Regions from separate parts of the Ovis aries genome. Here region 2 is linked to region 1. A link is a contact called in public Hi-C data. All regions are on one chromosome and are shown on one strand. Each heading gives the region's core, a stretch centred on a gene start, on an enhancer-like site or on the middle of the called end of the contact. The rest is flanking DNA. Distances are from core to core; before and after follow the strand shown.

The links. A called contact is a pair of places that touch in the nucleus more often than the background predicts.
Region 2: a contact with region 1 is called in a Hi-C map of hypothalamus, with 5 times the contacts expected there. The contact joins two enhancer-like sites. A contact is called at or near these places in 9 of 16 Hi-C or Micro-C datasets (blood, hypothalamus, liver and 5 more).

Annotation. Positions count from the first base shown.
Region 1 is chr1:117,631,454-117,638,927 of ARS-UI_Ramb_v3.0, forward strand. It overlaps LOC114111020 (U6 spliceosomal RNA), which reads left to right and starts at 885; the gene lies at 885-991. Within about 2 kb of position 3,703, at least 14 of the 54 cell types and tissues checked have an H3K27ac peak or open chromatin away from gene starts, as enhancers often do.
Region 2 is chr1:117,737,152-117,744,625 of ARS-UI_Ramb_v3.0, forward strand. No RefSeq gene overlaps it. Among named protein-coding and RNA genes, the nearest start is that of ALDH9A1, 33 kb to the right of the region's middle. Within about 2 kb of position 3,315, at least 13 of the 54 cell types and tissues checked have an H3K27ac peak or open chromatin away from gene starts, as enhancers often do.

The DNA of each region.
Region 1 (7,474 bases), core at 2,453-4,952:
TCCCAGGGAGGGCGGGGTTGGGAAAACAGTAGCTGGACGGAAATAGGTGCTGCTTTTCGGGGGCTTTGTTAAATGGCTGTTAGTCACTAATACCCGGTGTTCCATTTAGGGCAGAGGACGGGATCCTCAGGGGGGGTTCCTGTGGCGCTAGGAAAGCGGGGTCAGCGGAGCCCCAGGGAGCGAGAGTCCCCTGGACTCCTACTGGGACGTGGAAGAGACCTCCTTGGAGCCCACTCCTGGCTGAGGTCCTGTTAGGTCCTGGCAGTTCCCTCTGCCAGCATCTGATTAACCCCAGGGGAAGTGACGGTATCACTAACCTCAGGGTTTGCTCCCTGATATAGGAAAACAAAACTTATTATTGTTGCTCTTGGGAGGGAACAATAAGCAGCAGGTCATAGGAAAATCTGTGTGAAATGAAAATATCTCCCGCCATATTAATAAGAAATGTCACAGCCATCAGCGATTTCTGGCCTCCAAATGTGAATGAGAGCTCCCAAAACTGTGATCCAGCAGATGCTGCCACTCCACCACTGGGTGGTTGCTGGGGAGCTGGGGGAATGCAAGAAGCTAGGAGAACAGCTTTGACCTCAGATAGCTGAGGTGCAAAAGAAAGGACTGAATTCAGTGAACCCAGAGGCTTGCGTGTTCCCATACAGAGAATGCTAAATTCCTTAACTTGAAACCTAATCTTTGACGTTCAGACTGCCTGTTCCCCTTGTTGCAAACTTGCATATAGCCTGACTCCTGCCTCCTTGGAGCAATTTTCTCAGAGCTACTGAAGTGCCGTTTCCCAGGCTCAGAGTCCTAAACATTCCCACCAAATCTCTACTTTCAGTTTGACTATATTTTTTAGTTGACATCTGTAATTGAAAGTTCATGGAAGTGTGCTCGCTTCGGCAGCACATATACTAAAATTGGAACGATACAGAGAAGATTAGCATGGCGCCTGCGCAAGGATGACACGCAAATTCGTGAAGCGTTCCATATTTTTTATCATTCTTTTTCATACGTTCTATTAAAGCAAAGTTTTCACACATTAAAAAAAAAAAAAAGTTCATGGAAGATCTGAACATGTAAGGGAAGTATTAGTGAGATTCTAAGTTGAAGAAGAGAATGTTTTGATTTGTTTTTCAAACAAAGAGAATACTGTCAGGAAGAAAGAGAATGCAATGAGGTGACTGGTATTCTGCCAGCCCCATTCTACAGACCAGTGAGGCCTCCTAGCAGGGACCAGGGTTTTGGGGAGAAAAGAAAGACAAAGATGATGGACGATAACAAGGAAAAAAGAAGAGGGAAATATTTGAAAAGTCTGGAAGAAGAAAGGAAACAACTGAGCCAATGGAAAACAGTAGAAGAAAAAGAAAAGTTTCTGCTCTGCAGTAGACTGTATTTTCCAACTCAACTTCAGGATATATGAACAAAAGCCACTGTACTTGTGGAGGAAATTAAGGCTGATTTAAATTCGTCCTGCCCCTGAAAATCCAGGATGTATGTTTGTCCACCCTGGGGTTGATTAAAGACATAGCCTGCCCCAGTGGAGTAAGGATACTGAAAGTCTAAATGTCTGGAGAATTCTCATCTATCAGCACTCAGAGTGGGTGGGGTATAGTCCTCAGGAAGTCTCAGAATATGGTCAATCCTTTATCAGAATTATTCTAGATTCACTTTTATTTTTTCATCAAATGCACATAAAACATGGACTTGTGCTTCTCTTGAAACTGTGCTGACCTTGTCTTTTTTCTGAAAGTGTACCTGCTCCAAGAGGAATAATAATAATGATTTTTAAAGCCCTATATGCATGACTTCTTTGTACTTTTCAAATCATTGTCTTATGCCCTTCCCTGCCCTTCCTACATTGTGCCTGATGCAGTCACCCTTGTTCTCATAGTGGCTCACGTAGTGACTTCCTGCAGCTCTTATCATTACACTATATTTTATTTCTTTTTCAAACTTGTTTCTGGTTTCTGGAGAGGATGTTGTTAATTCTTAACTTACTACATAAAGAGTTCCTTCTCCAGGAACATTATTAGTGCAAGGAACAGTCTCTCTTTTCCATCATGGATATATATCAGTGCTTCTTACCTCGTGTGTTGACAGTCTTTTCTCTCTGTATTATTAAACTAGCTTCACTGTAATTACTTTTCACTCTCTTGAGAAGCTCTGCTAGTCAGTTCTCCATTTGCCCCTCAAGAGTTTCTCCTGTTTCATCTTTGCATTTTGAGAGCTGGGATCTATACTTATTTGGAGTCGAGTTCCTTATTCCTCACAGAGCTCTGAAATTCTATAGCAGAGAGAAGGGTGTAATTTTCCAACAACTTCAGTGGCAGTTGTTTACTTTCTACTGTTTCCTGGCTCTTTCCCTTTCCATACAGCTGATCCAGCTTAATGATGTTTTAAGCCATTCTATCCACTAGTATTTAGAAAAGTTGTATTATAGGCTTTCAAGTCCCCTAAGAGTACAGGCAAGACTGTTAACATCTATATCTTAGATCTGTTGGCCGAGGTTCTCGAGTATCACTCCCCAACCCCCATGTGGGCAGATGGTCTGTATTGTTCTCTGATTTCACTTTGTATCCACCTAATTGGACTTCTGCATGCTAAGCCATAGGAAGGAAAGAATTGAATAGGAATCACCTCCCCTAACTGCTGTTGTTCCATTATTTTTTAAATGTCAAATATTTGAGACATACCCATTTATTCCTGAATTTATTCCTGAGCATTTGGAAAATAAGTGTTAGGAGAAGACGAAAAGATGAGTGAAAAAAAGCTGAAGTGAAAGACTTCTCTCAAGAGCTCAGAAGAAATAGCTCCGGAGGACAGACTCTTCTATAAGTACTAGAGTACACAGAGGAAGAACCAGAGTTCACAAGCAGATCTGAACTCAACATGCTAAGTGGAATGTAGGTATAAGGGAGATAGTGCAAGCTGGGGGTCGTGAACACAAGCATCTGGGTTCACATCCTAGCTCTGGCATCTACTATCTGGTTAGATGCATGAGGGTTCATATTCACCCTTGAACTGCAGGAGAAATAAAAATAGATTCTGATGCTTTTACTAAATTTTAAGCAAAAACTTGTTTGGTTAATTAGTATGTGCTGCTGCTGCTAAGTCACTTCAGTCGTGTCCGACTCTGTGCAGTCCCACAGACGGCAGCTCACCAGGCTCCCCCATCCCTGGGATTCTCCAGGCAAGAACACTGGAGTGGGTTGCCATTTCCTTCTCCAATGCAGGAAAGTGAAAAGTGAAAGTGAAGTTGCTCAGTCATGTCCGACACCATGTATGACCTCTGTTAGAGACACATGGCAAACTGCTGTGGTTTGGAGATTATGGCTTAATAGTAACAGCAGTTAATACCTACTTAGCACTTCCAAAGACCAGGTCCTATTCCAAACAATTTATATAATTAACCCACTAATCTTCACAACAACCCGATGAGGCTGGAATTTCCCCACAGTAGCTTCACTGTGACCGTATTAGTGACAGCAGCAGCAGAGAAGTTCCGTGTCCCTTTCCCCCATATCTCTCAGAATTCCACAATTAGATCCATTGCTGCCAAAAAGAGGCCGAAGATATCAGTGCCCTGAGATTCATCACTGAAACTACACACTGCCATGAACATGATTCCAGTGATTCTGACTTTCAAACGTAGCTAGAGGTAACAGGAAATGGAAAGGGTACAAGGGAAGGTGGAGTGTTTGATGGAAACTGGTAAGGTGGCCACAAGGTGGCACAGGGTGATAACCAGAGTGCTCTCTTCCTCCCAAGTGACTGCCTTTTCACTGAGGGCTGTTTCTGCTGCCCTGACTCTCTTAACATCTTAATATTCTGAAATGCTCTCTGCATCATCTTTCTGTTCCATTTTCCACAATCTGTGGTCCCTTCTCTTTCCCTACTCCCTCTTTTCCTTGAAAAGTTCTCCTCAGTTCTCACTGTTACACTGAACATGTGTTCCTTTCTCTCAGTTGACTCCGATGGCAGGTCCTGTACTCAACAACTCTCTGCTTCTGGAAGGTGGGCTCCTCCAGCATATCTCTAAGTCATTTTTTTTTTCTAATTGAAATTGATTCACAATGTTATGTTAGTTTCAAGTGTACAGCACAGTGACTCCTATATATTCTTTTCCAGATTCTTTTCCATTATAGGTTGTTACAAAATATTGAATTTGGTTCCCTGTGCTATACAATAGGTCCTTGTTGATTATTTATTTTATATATAATAATGTGTATTATATACCAACTTCCTAATTTATCCCTCCCCTCTCCTTTCCCCTTTGGTAACCATAAATTTGTTTTCTATGTCTGTGAATCTCTTTCTGTTTTATAAATAAATTCATTTGGATCTTTTTTCTTGGATTTCACATGTAAGTGATATCTGATATTTGTCTTTGCCTTACTTCCTGTAGCTATGTCCATTTATGTTGCTGCAAAGGGCATTATTTCACTCTCTATGGCTGAGTAATATTCCACTGTATATACCCAGATAGATGGATCATATCGTCTTTGTCCACTCATCTGCAGACGGACATTTAGGTTGCTTCCATGGCTTGACTATTATAAATAGTGCTTTTATGAACATTAGGATTCATGCATTTCTTTGAAATAGGTTTTTCTTTGGATATATGCCCAGGAGTGGCATTGCTGGATCATATGGCAACTCTATGCTCAGTTTTTTTAAGGAACCCCCTTACAATTCTCCATAATGGCTGCACAAATTTACATTTCCACCAACGGTGTAGGACCTATTGCATAGCACAGGGAACCAAATTCAATAATTTGTAATAACCTATAAGGGAAAAGAATCTGATATCTGACCTGGTGTTTTCAGAATTTAACATTAAGAAGCATGGGTTCTCAAGATTGGGGAGTGTTGTGGGCTGAACCGTGTCCTCTCAAAACTCACGTGTTAAAGTCCTAAACCAGGCTTCCTTGGTGGCTCCGTGATAAAGAATCTGCCTGCAGTGCAGGAGGCCTGGCTTGTGCTCTGCAATGAGAAGCCGTAGGAGCCACATGCACCCTGCTTGCTGCAACTAGAGAAAAAGCCTGAGCAGCAACAAAGACCCAGCACAGCAAAAAGAAAAAGATCCGAAACTGCACGACCTTAGAATGTGACAGTATTTGGAGATAGGAGCTTTAAAAGGTAGTTAAAGTAAAAAGAAGTCATATTAGTGGACTCCAATTCAGTGTCAGCCGTGTCTTTAGATGGGGCTTCCCTAGTGGCTCAGATGGTAAAGAATCTGCCAGCAGTGCAGGAGACCTGGCTTTGATCCCTGCGTCAGGAAGCTTCCATGGAGAAGGGAATGGCTACCCACTCCAGTATTCTTACCTGGAGGATTCCATGGACAGAGGAGGCTGACAGGTTAGAGTCTATGAAGTTGCAAAGAATCAGACATGACTGAGTAAGTAATGTTTTCACTTTTTCAATGTCTTTAAAAGAAGCAGAGATTAGGACACAAATACACACAGAAGCAAGTCACATGAAGACGCTGAAAGAGGATGGCCGTCTGCAAACCAAAGGAGAGCTCTTAGAAGAAACCAGCCCTGTTGGTATCTTGACCTGGGGCTTCTAGTCTCCAGAACTGTGAGAAAATAAATTCACATTTAGTCACCCAGCCTGTGTGCTTTGGCATGGGTCCCAGCAAACTAACATCAGAAGCATTATCAAGACATGTCCCTTATTTCTGCCCTTTCCTGATGCCTCCTACCAGATGCTTACCTTCATCTACTTGGCAGCCTGGAATGGCCAGTTATTAAGACTGGATCTTTCCTGGTTTGCTTATGGGGTCAGGACACTCACAATCAAACCTGTAGGAGTATTGGTACTTAAGACCCTACTTACTGCTGCCTAATACTTAATTCAGATACTTACTGAACGTTTATCATGTCCTAGGGCCATGGGAACATAGAGAAAAATCATCTAAGGCTAGAGAAGAAATCGTTCCTGAAAAGATGGTAATTTAGACAACTTGAAAGACTCAGTAGCAGTTGTCAGAATGGGAATTGTTAGAGAAGGTTGAGTGGAGATAAGAGAATTCAAGCGGAGAAAACAGCCTGTGCAAATATACAAAGACGTGGAAGAGTAACATGTTGAAGGAATAGAAGTAATCCTCAGTGACAGAAGTGAAGAGTCCGTGTGACCTGAGGCACAGGGACAGGCAGGAAGTCACACACCAGGTTCTGTTTTTTCGGCTGTTCTGGGTCTGTTGCTGTCCGCAGGCTTTCTCCAGTTGTGGCAAGTAGGGGCTACTCTCTAACTGCGGTGCGCAGGCTTCTCATTGAGGCGGCCTCTCTGGTTGTAAAGCCTGGGCTCTGGGTACACAGGTTCAGTAGTTATAGCCGGCAAGCTCAGCTGTCCTGTGGTGTGTGCAGTCTTCCTGGACCAGAAATCGACCCAGTGTCCCCTGCATCAGCAGGCAGATTCTTTACCACTGGATCACCAGGGAAGTCCCCAGACACCGAGGTTTTGTGCACTAAGCTGAGGGATCCAAACAGTGTAGCTTTGGTAGGACTTGAATACTGTCTCTGGAACATTCACCTTCAGGAAAGCATGGGGTGAATTAGAGAGGAGGAAGTAGAGACTCAACAAACTTGGATGCAATTTTTTTTTTGGAAACTGTACTCTTGCCTGGAAAACCCCATGGATGGAGAAGCCTGTTAGGCTGCAGTCCATGGGGTCGCTAGGAGTCGGACTCAACTGAGTGACTTCACTTTCACTTTTCACTTTCATGCACTGGAGAAGGAAATGGCAACCCACTCCAGTGTTCTTACCTGGAAAATCCCAGGGACTAGGGAGCCTGGTGGGCTGCCGTCAATAGGGTCACACAGAGTCAGACACAACTGAAGCGACTTAGCAGCAGCAGCAGCATACTGAGAAAGGAGAGGGGACAGTAGCTAGAAGAAAGGTAAGGTCAAAGTGAAGGAGAGCTGTGGGAGATGGGCCAGTAAAGAAGGTAAGGTCCAAGAGCGTGTTTAGTTATGATCGGAGGCTTAGGTCTCTGAGGAGACAAGAGAGGAGGGAACCCAGAGTGGACATGGAGCAATCAGACCTAGACAGGCAGAGGGATATCCCTTCTGCCACTAACGGAAGGAGAGAACCTAGTGTTGGGATGCTTGAAGGAGAAAAAAAATGGCCATGCCCTGCAGCATATGGGATCTTAGTTCCCAACCAGGGATTGATCCCATGCCCTCTATATTGGGAGGACAATCTTAACCACTGGACCACCAGGGAAGTCCCTTTTTCCCCTATTTCTTCTTGTGAAAGAGGAAAATGGAGCAGGAAAAAAACAGGATGAAAGTTGGAGGAACTCTTTGCAGGCAGTCTTCATTTTCTCAGGGAAGTACTGGGAAGGTCTTCCAGATGGTGTGAAAGGAGAGCTGGGGAGAAAGGGGCCTGAATAATGGTCTGTGTTCTAAACGCCTTCCAGGGGATGGGTGAAGAAGTCACTAACTAAGTACTCAGAATCAAATGAGAAATGTTT
Region 2 (7,474 bases), core at 2,065-4,564, 110 kb after region 1:
ATGGCTGGATGGCATCACTGACTCGATGGACATGAGTCTGAGTGAACTCTGGGAGTTGGTGATGGACAAGGAGGCCTGGTGTGCTGCGATTCATGGGTTTGCAGAGTCGGACACGACTGAGAGACTGAACTGAACTGAACTGTTAACTGAAGTCTAGATTTATGAAAGTTATTCTGTTAGCCACACTTTTGCCCTGATGTTCAGGAGGAAAAGAAAATTCTCTAGTGAAGCTGTCACAGAGTATAACTACTCACCATACTAACACTACTTGCTTTAAGCTATTGCTAAAAGCACATGAACCATATTTGTAACAATTTGGTGTAACTGACAAAGTATGTAGCCTCTAAAATGTTTCCCCATCAACATACCACAGAGCTTATCAACAGTATCTGATCAGTTTTCCGGCAATGTAGCAAACTAGGCAAATATAAAGGAGGCCTGGGTGCAGGAACATGGTCTGGACAGGAGTGCAGGCAGCATTCGCTCTTGCTTTGAAGGACATATACTTTGATTTATCAAAAAACTGCAATCAAAAAGGGAAATGATGGGGAAATCTTCACATACAGATATATGGAGAAGTCATTCTGACTTATATATGGTTTAATTTAAACTTTACTGACTGGTGGAACCTGCATGGCACAGCTGCTTTGGCCATTGTGGAGGAGAACACATTTGAAAGTCCAGATGGAGGAGCTGTGGCTCAGACACCCAAGGTAAGGCTAGGTGGCCACTGGAGATGTGATTTTGGACATGTTCCTGTATATTACTGAAAACCTGAGTTTTCTGAACTGCAGCCCAGACCAGGACAGCTGTGGTATCCTCTCAGAATGTGGACATTGCTTGTGTTTTGCTTAACAGTCCTATCTTCCCTGTGCTGTGCCTGTCAGACGTCTTACATCTCGTCCCTAGCCTGAACAGAGGAAGTCTGAGAACCTCACTGAGAAATGAATCAGATTGCTAGGGGTATTGCAAGAGGCCACTGTTGTCTTCCTCTGGACTTCTGTGAAAACTTGATCTGGCTCATGAGACCACATGGGGGAGGGCTGACCGTGGGGGAGGAGTAATACTCTTACCAGCTCCTGCTTCCGCATGCCAATATGCCAGAAGGACCTGTCAGCAAACGTTACCACAAAATACCGCTCACATTTTGCCAGGGTGACTGCCCATGAGCCCCTTATCCCAGGCTATGCTGTGTGGGCTGGAATAGAGCTGGACACACACGTCCAACTAGGAGCAATAACTGTTTTTCACTGGGAAGACCTAATGTGTGCACTGCTAACAAAACACTTCTGGCTAGAGCACTGGAATGCTTCCTTCAGAGCTAAGGCCTTCCCTGCCCCAGGCGGGTGCCTCTGGGTTTGTGAATGCTTCCTTCAGAGCCAGGGTCTTCCTGGCCCCATGCGAGTGGCTCTGGGTTTGCGAATACCAGGGGAGGCCTTACCTTTCTTGTAAGCAGACAGGGCACTGCTGCTCTTATTGGCTTCCTCTCTGCTAACCCAGTAAGTGCTTGGCTCCAAAATCGGTCCCCATTCTGGCAAATGATTGTTCTGGGCACACCAGGCAGCTTACTGTTGATGCCCTTTGGCTGCTGCCATCTGTATTTGTGGTATTCGCTTGCAGTGCCCCCTACGCACCTGTCCCAGGATCATGGAAGAGAGGTGGAGGACAGGGACTGTGCGCGTCACGCAGGGGACATCGGCATGGAGTATACGAGCAGGTCCCCAAGACGGCTGTTCTCCTGCTTCCTGTACACTCACTGCTCGACAAGGGCCTGCACCCTACATGACTGACCTCACATGACTGACCTTCCTGTACCCTTGCCCCCACATCAGCTAGTGACTGTTCTAATCTTTAGATCAGAGTCTCTCCTCCGTGACCGCTTATCAAAGCAGGGGTGAGGAGCATGACCCTCTGCTAGTTTCCCTGGTAACAGGTAAGACAACCTAACCTAACCTCAATCCCCTCATAACTGGTATCCTCCCCTCATAACTGGTCTCCTCCCCTCGGGAGTGAAGACTGCCACCATGTCCTGCCCCCTTTCTGCTGCACTCGGTGGGAGCTTGCTTTAGACATGTAAGATCCCCCATCCATTAAACCACTGATGTCAGTCACTGACTCCAGGCTCATTTTTGGTCTCAAGGATGGGAAGTGCAGGGCTTGTGGGCCCATGGGGTGCAGCCCGACATTTCTAAATGATACTTTAACTGGGTAGAGTATCCTAGGTTGTAGATTTCTCTCTCCCAGGACCCTGAGTCTACCTCCCCACTCCCTTCTGGCTGATAGTCTTATGGAGGTTCCCTTGTAACTGCTTTTCTCTTGCTGCCTCTAGGACGCTCACTTTATCTTTTGTCAGTTCAATTATGTCTTGGGGGAGGTCTGTTTGGGTTCATCTTGTCTGGGACTCTCTCAGCTTCCTATGCTTGGATATGTGTTTCCTTCTTTAGGTTTGGGAAGTTTTCAGCTAATTTCTTTCAGTTGCATGTTTGACCCCCTTCTCTCTTCTCCTTCTGGGATCCCTATCATGTGTAGATTGGCTCACTTTGTTCTCCCATAGGTCTCAAATATTGGTTTCATTCTTTTAATCTGTCTGATGTTCTGATAGGGCGAGTTCCATCATTTCATCTTCCAGATCACTTATTCGTCCTTCTGCATCGTTGTTTGCCCTGGCCAGGACCGTCTGCGCAGGTCTCTGTTCCGCCTGCCACGGTGCCGCCGCTGCACTCTCCTCCAAGCCTCTGAAGCTCCCTTTGTGTGCCGGCTGATCCCCCAGCCACTGAAGGGGCTTCCCAGAATGAGGGAACATTTCCTCTCTCACAGCTCCCTCCCAGGGCCGCATGTCCCATTCCAGTTACATTTTTCTTTTGTCCTACCCAGAGATCTTTCCTACAGCTCTGGTTCTATGAGATCTGCCAGCGCTCAGCGGGTATTCTGCCAGAACTGTTCCACACGTTGATTGTTTTAGATGTATTTGTGGGAGGAGACTGCCACGTCCTTCTAGTCCACCATCTTGACCTCGGCCCATCCTTACTGTGTGAGGCTCTGAAGAGTCAAACCGGTGCGTGCAGTGCCCAGCTCTGTCCTCCAATGGCTAAGGGCCAGCTCAGGCTCCAGCACGAGGCGAGGGGGAAAGCATGAGCGCCACCTGCTGGTGAAACTTCATCAACCGTCAGCAACCAGAGCAACCTCGTGTTCCAAGGACCCCACCCACCCAGAGTTGGGCCGGTTTCCCTTTCTCCCCTATAGCATTTGCTTCCAAAGATGCTCTCCCAACTCAATCGAAAACAGCTCTCTCAGTTCCCTCTCTTAAGCCGCGCTGTCCAATAGAACTTTCTGATATGATGGAAATATTCACCTCCACTGTCCACTACAGGAACCACGACCCACATGTGCCATGGAATACTTGAAATGTGGTGAGAGCAACTAAAAGGCTGAGTCTGCGTTTTGTTTTGTGTTTAAACAGCTACATGTGGCTAGTGATAGCACAGCAGTAGGGCAGTGGCTCTCAACCTTGACTGTCCCCTAAATTCACCCTGGCAGGAACCTTTTAAGAATACAGACGAGTTAGGCTAAATCCCAAATCAATTAAATTAGAATCTATTTTCAAAGCTTTCTCTGGGTATTTCAGACATGTGGCCAAAGTTGAGAACCACTGTTCTAAAGGCAGTGTTTGGTAAACTATTGTGCTATGAATCTCCTGGGGCTCTTGTGAAAATACAGACTCTTGATTCATAGGCCTGCTGCCCTGGGACCATACTGTGTACCAGGGCTCTACCCTACCCTTCTAATCCGTTCACCTGCACACACACTGAGTACTTGTGAGCCCAGTGGCACGGCAGTTCTGGCTTTTAGTCTCCATTCTAGCCAGAGAAGATGTAATAAGCCTGTAATCTCAAATAGTGACAAATGCTTTGAAGTAAATAAAATAGCATAATGGGATGAGGGTGTGTGCAGCTACTGCAGATTTAAGGAGATAAATGTTTAGTTTGGGGCTTTCAGGAGCTTATAGGGAGACCATGGGAAATCTGGGAAGACATGCTCTCTGGGGAAGAGGGACAGTGAACGTGAGGTTCCTGAGGCAAGAACAAGTCTGGCAGTGTAACGCACAGGTGAACAGAGGAAGCGGCAGCAGTGAGATCGCAGGGCACGGTGGTCACGGTAAGGAACATGGATTGTGTTCTAACTAAAAGCCACAGTCGGTCTTAAGCCAAGCATGAGGAATTCTAGCTTACAGTAAGGAGACTGCTCACTGCTGATCTGACTTGATAGTTTTTCACAGCATCTCTTAACTGCTAAGGCTTAGTCTCCTTTTTCCCCTTTGCGGATTTTTTCCCCTCAATACCCTAGAAAGAAAAACATAGGTCTTTAGGTATTAAAAAAACAAGGAATTATTTTTACTTCAAATGAGAGCCAAATTCAGAACTAGGCACTTTGGAGAAGCCAGGGTGGAAATTGCCATTGTAAGAAGCAGGCAAGGGTTCGTGGCTATCCAAACCCCCATCTCTGGAAGCTCCTGGTAGGATGGCTTCCATGCTGCTGTCAGCAAACTGTAACCAACTTTCATTCTGCCAGATTTTTGCCTTAGGCAGCAAGAGACTCTAAGGTAAGAAATAGAGGAGCAGGTGGAAAGAAGGGGCCCAATGGCTACCTTTTATCTGAAAAAGACCTGCCCAAGTGAGCAACTGCTTCTATATGGAATCACTGAAAAGCCAGACCAGAGATCAGCACTCTGAGCTACTGCAAAGGAGTGAGCCAACATGAGTCTTGGTTTTCCTCTTTCCCATTAATACAACTCCAAGACAGTTTCTATCAATAGCCATTAAATGACGGTTTCCCACAAGAATTTGTCAACCAAAGAAATCCTAAAATGCATATGAAGGAACATGAGCTGAATACATTTACACGTGGCTTCATCAAGATACAGGGTTAGTTAAGTTATTACTACTAAGAAAATCTTGGGAAAGATATGCACCCAAATATTAACAGTAGTTACCTCCAGAGGATCAGATTAGATGGGAGGAGGGAGAAAGAAAGATACCTTCTGCTTAACTTTCAAAAGTGAATCAAAATACTGGTGGAGAAAAAAAGATTCCAGGAGAATTTAACTAGATGACACAACTTCTTCTAAACCAAAGGAAGGCCTGGACTCTAGGCTAAATCATGTTTCCTTAAATGCATTTTATATATATATATATATATATATTCTTGTCCTAAGATGCTTCTTTAACAGCTAAGAATCATTGTTCAGGCCAATTTGTGAAATACAATAGCTGTTAACATCTGGAACACACTGGACAAGGCTGGGGTGGCAGCTGGAATAATGCTCCCCATCAGGTATGCCCATGTCCTAATTTTTGGGACCTTTGAATATTACTTTATATGGCAAAAGGAGTCTTTACAGATATGACTAAGTTAAGGGTCTTGAGAGATAATTATGGGCCATCTGGTCAGCCCCCAATCCTGTCACAATTGTCCAGAAACAGAGGGAGATCTGCCTACACAGAGGAGGGCAAGGGAAGCAGGGAGAGACTCAATGTCAAGCTGTTGGTGCTGAAGACAGAGGAGGGGCCACAAGCCACAGAATGCACTCTAGAGAAGGAAAAGGCAGGAGGGTTCTCTCCTAGAGCCTACAGAGGGAGCTGGGCCCTGCCAACACCCTGATCTGCCCAGCGAAACCATTCTGGACTTCTGATTCCAGAGACACAAAATAATAAAGGTGTTGTTTTAAAGTCCCCACATTTGCAGTAAACTGTCATAGGAAATGAATACAAAGAACTAAGGACTAGGAATCGTGGAAGGAGCAGAAAGCACAAGAATGACAAGCCTACATTCCTGGGTTGGAACCGCGCTCCTCAACCTATGACTCGACTATGGTCAAGACCTTTCCAATTCTGAGTTTCTTCATCTAAAAATTAGGGCTAAGAACTTCTTCATGTTTAGTGTGAGTATTTGATGAGAGGGGAAGTAGCAGATGGAACAACCTAGCTACTTTCTCTTCAGAGGGACTGCTAGAAACTTGTCTTATCCAGGTGGTTCCTACTGATGAAGTCACACCAGGATCCCCTCAGATATGGGGTGAGATCCCTGTTGGCCTTGCTCAGTATCCATAACCCTCTGTACAAGTATCCATCAAGAGAGGACCCTGTGTGCAAGTATCCACCAAGAGAGAGGACCCTGTGTGCAAGTATCCATGAAGAGAGAGGACCCTGTGTGCAAGTATCCACCAAGAAAGAGGACCCTGTGTGCAAGTATCCACCGAGGGAGGACCCTGTGTGCAAGTATCCACCGAGGGAGGACCCTGTGTGTAAGTATCCACCGAGGGAGGACCCTGTGTGCAAGTATCCACTGAGAGAGGACCCTGTGTGCAAGTATCCACCAAGAGAGAGGACCCTGTGTGCAAGTATCCACCGAGGGAGGACCCTGTGTGCAAGTATCCACTGAGAGAGGACCCTGTGTGCAAGTATCCACCAAGAGAGAGGACCCTGTGTACAAGTATCCACCAAGAGAGAGGACCCTGTGTGCAAGTATCCACCGAGGGAGGACCCTGTGTGCAAGTATCCACCAAGAGAGAGGACCCTGTGTGCAAGTATCTACCAAGAGAGAGGACCCTGTGTGCAAGTATCCACCAAGAGAGAGGACCCTGTGTGCAAGTATCCACCGAGGGAGGACCCTCTGTGCAGTTATCTATCAAGAAAGGATGATTCAACTGTTCTCATCCCCTAATTACAGTGTTTTCCCACCACAGTATACATAAACAGATGCAGGCCCGGTAACAAGAATCATCCCTCATCTCTTAGCTACTGTGATGATTAATTTTATGTGTCGGTCAGCCTGGGCATCAGCCTGGGCTATATGATGCCCCAGTGTGTCTATGAGGGTGTTTCCAGAAGAGATCAGCGTTTGAACTGGTGAACTAATAAGCAGTTTGAACTGGTGAACTAATAGGCAAAGCAGATGGCCTTCCCCACTGTGGGTGGGCCTCATCCTATCCATTCAACACCTCAACCAGAACCCAAAGCCAGAAAAGCGGCAGATCCACCCTCTGCTGGAGCAGAGAGTCCGTCTTCTGCCCTTAGACGCCAGCAGCACTCCTGGTTCTCAGGCCTCAGGACATGGACTGAATTACACCACTATCTTTCCTGGGTTCCAGCTTGCAGCCAGAAGACTATGGGCCTTCTCTCTCAGCTGCCATAATAATCTCATGAGCCAACTCCCGTAAGAAATCTTTGCTTATGCTCACCTGTTCTACTCAACTGGTTCTGTTGCTCTGGAGAACCCTAATACTATTAAACCTAAATTACTCCCCTGAAAGGATGGTAAGGCAGCAAGGTAAGGATTGCTGCAACAGTCTGAGACGTCACTGTGAACTGACAGCCCTTCTAAGACAGGCCCTGTTCTTAACACGGAGCCCAGAAGCCTGCGTGGGCCGCTGATAGTTCGTTACGGCAACAGAAGCCCGCCTGTGTGTACTCACTGC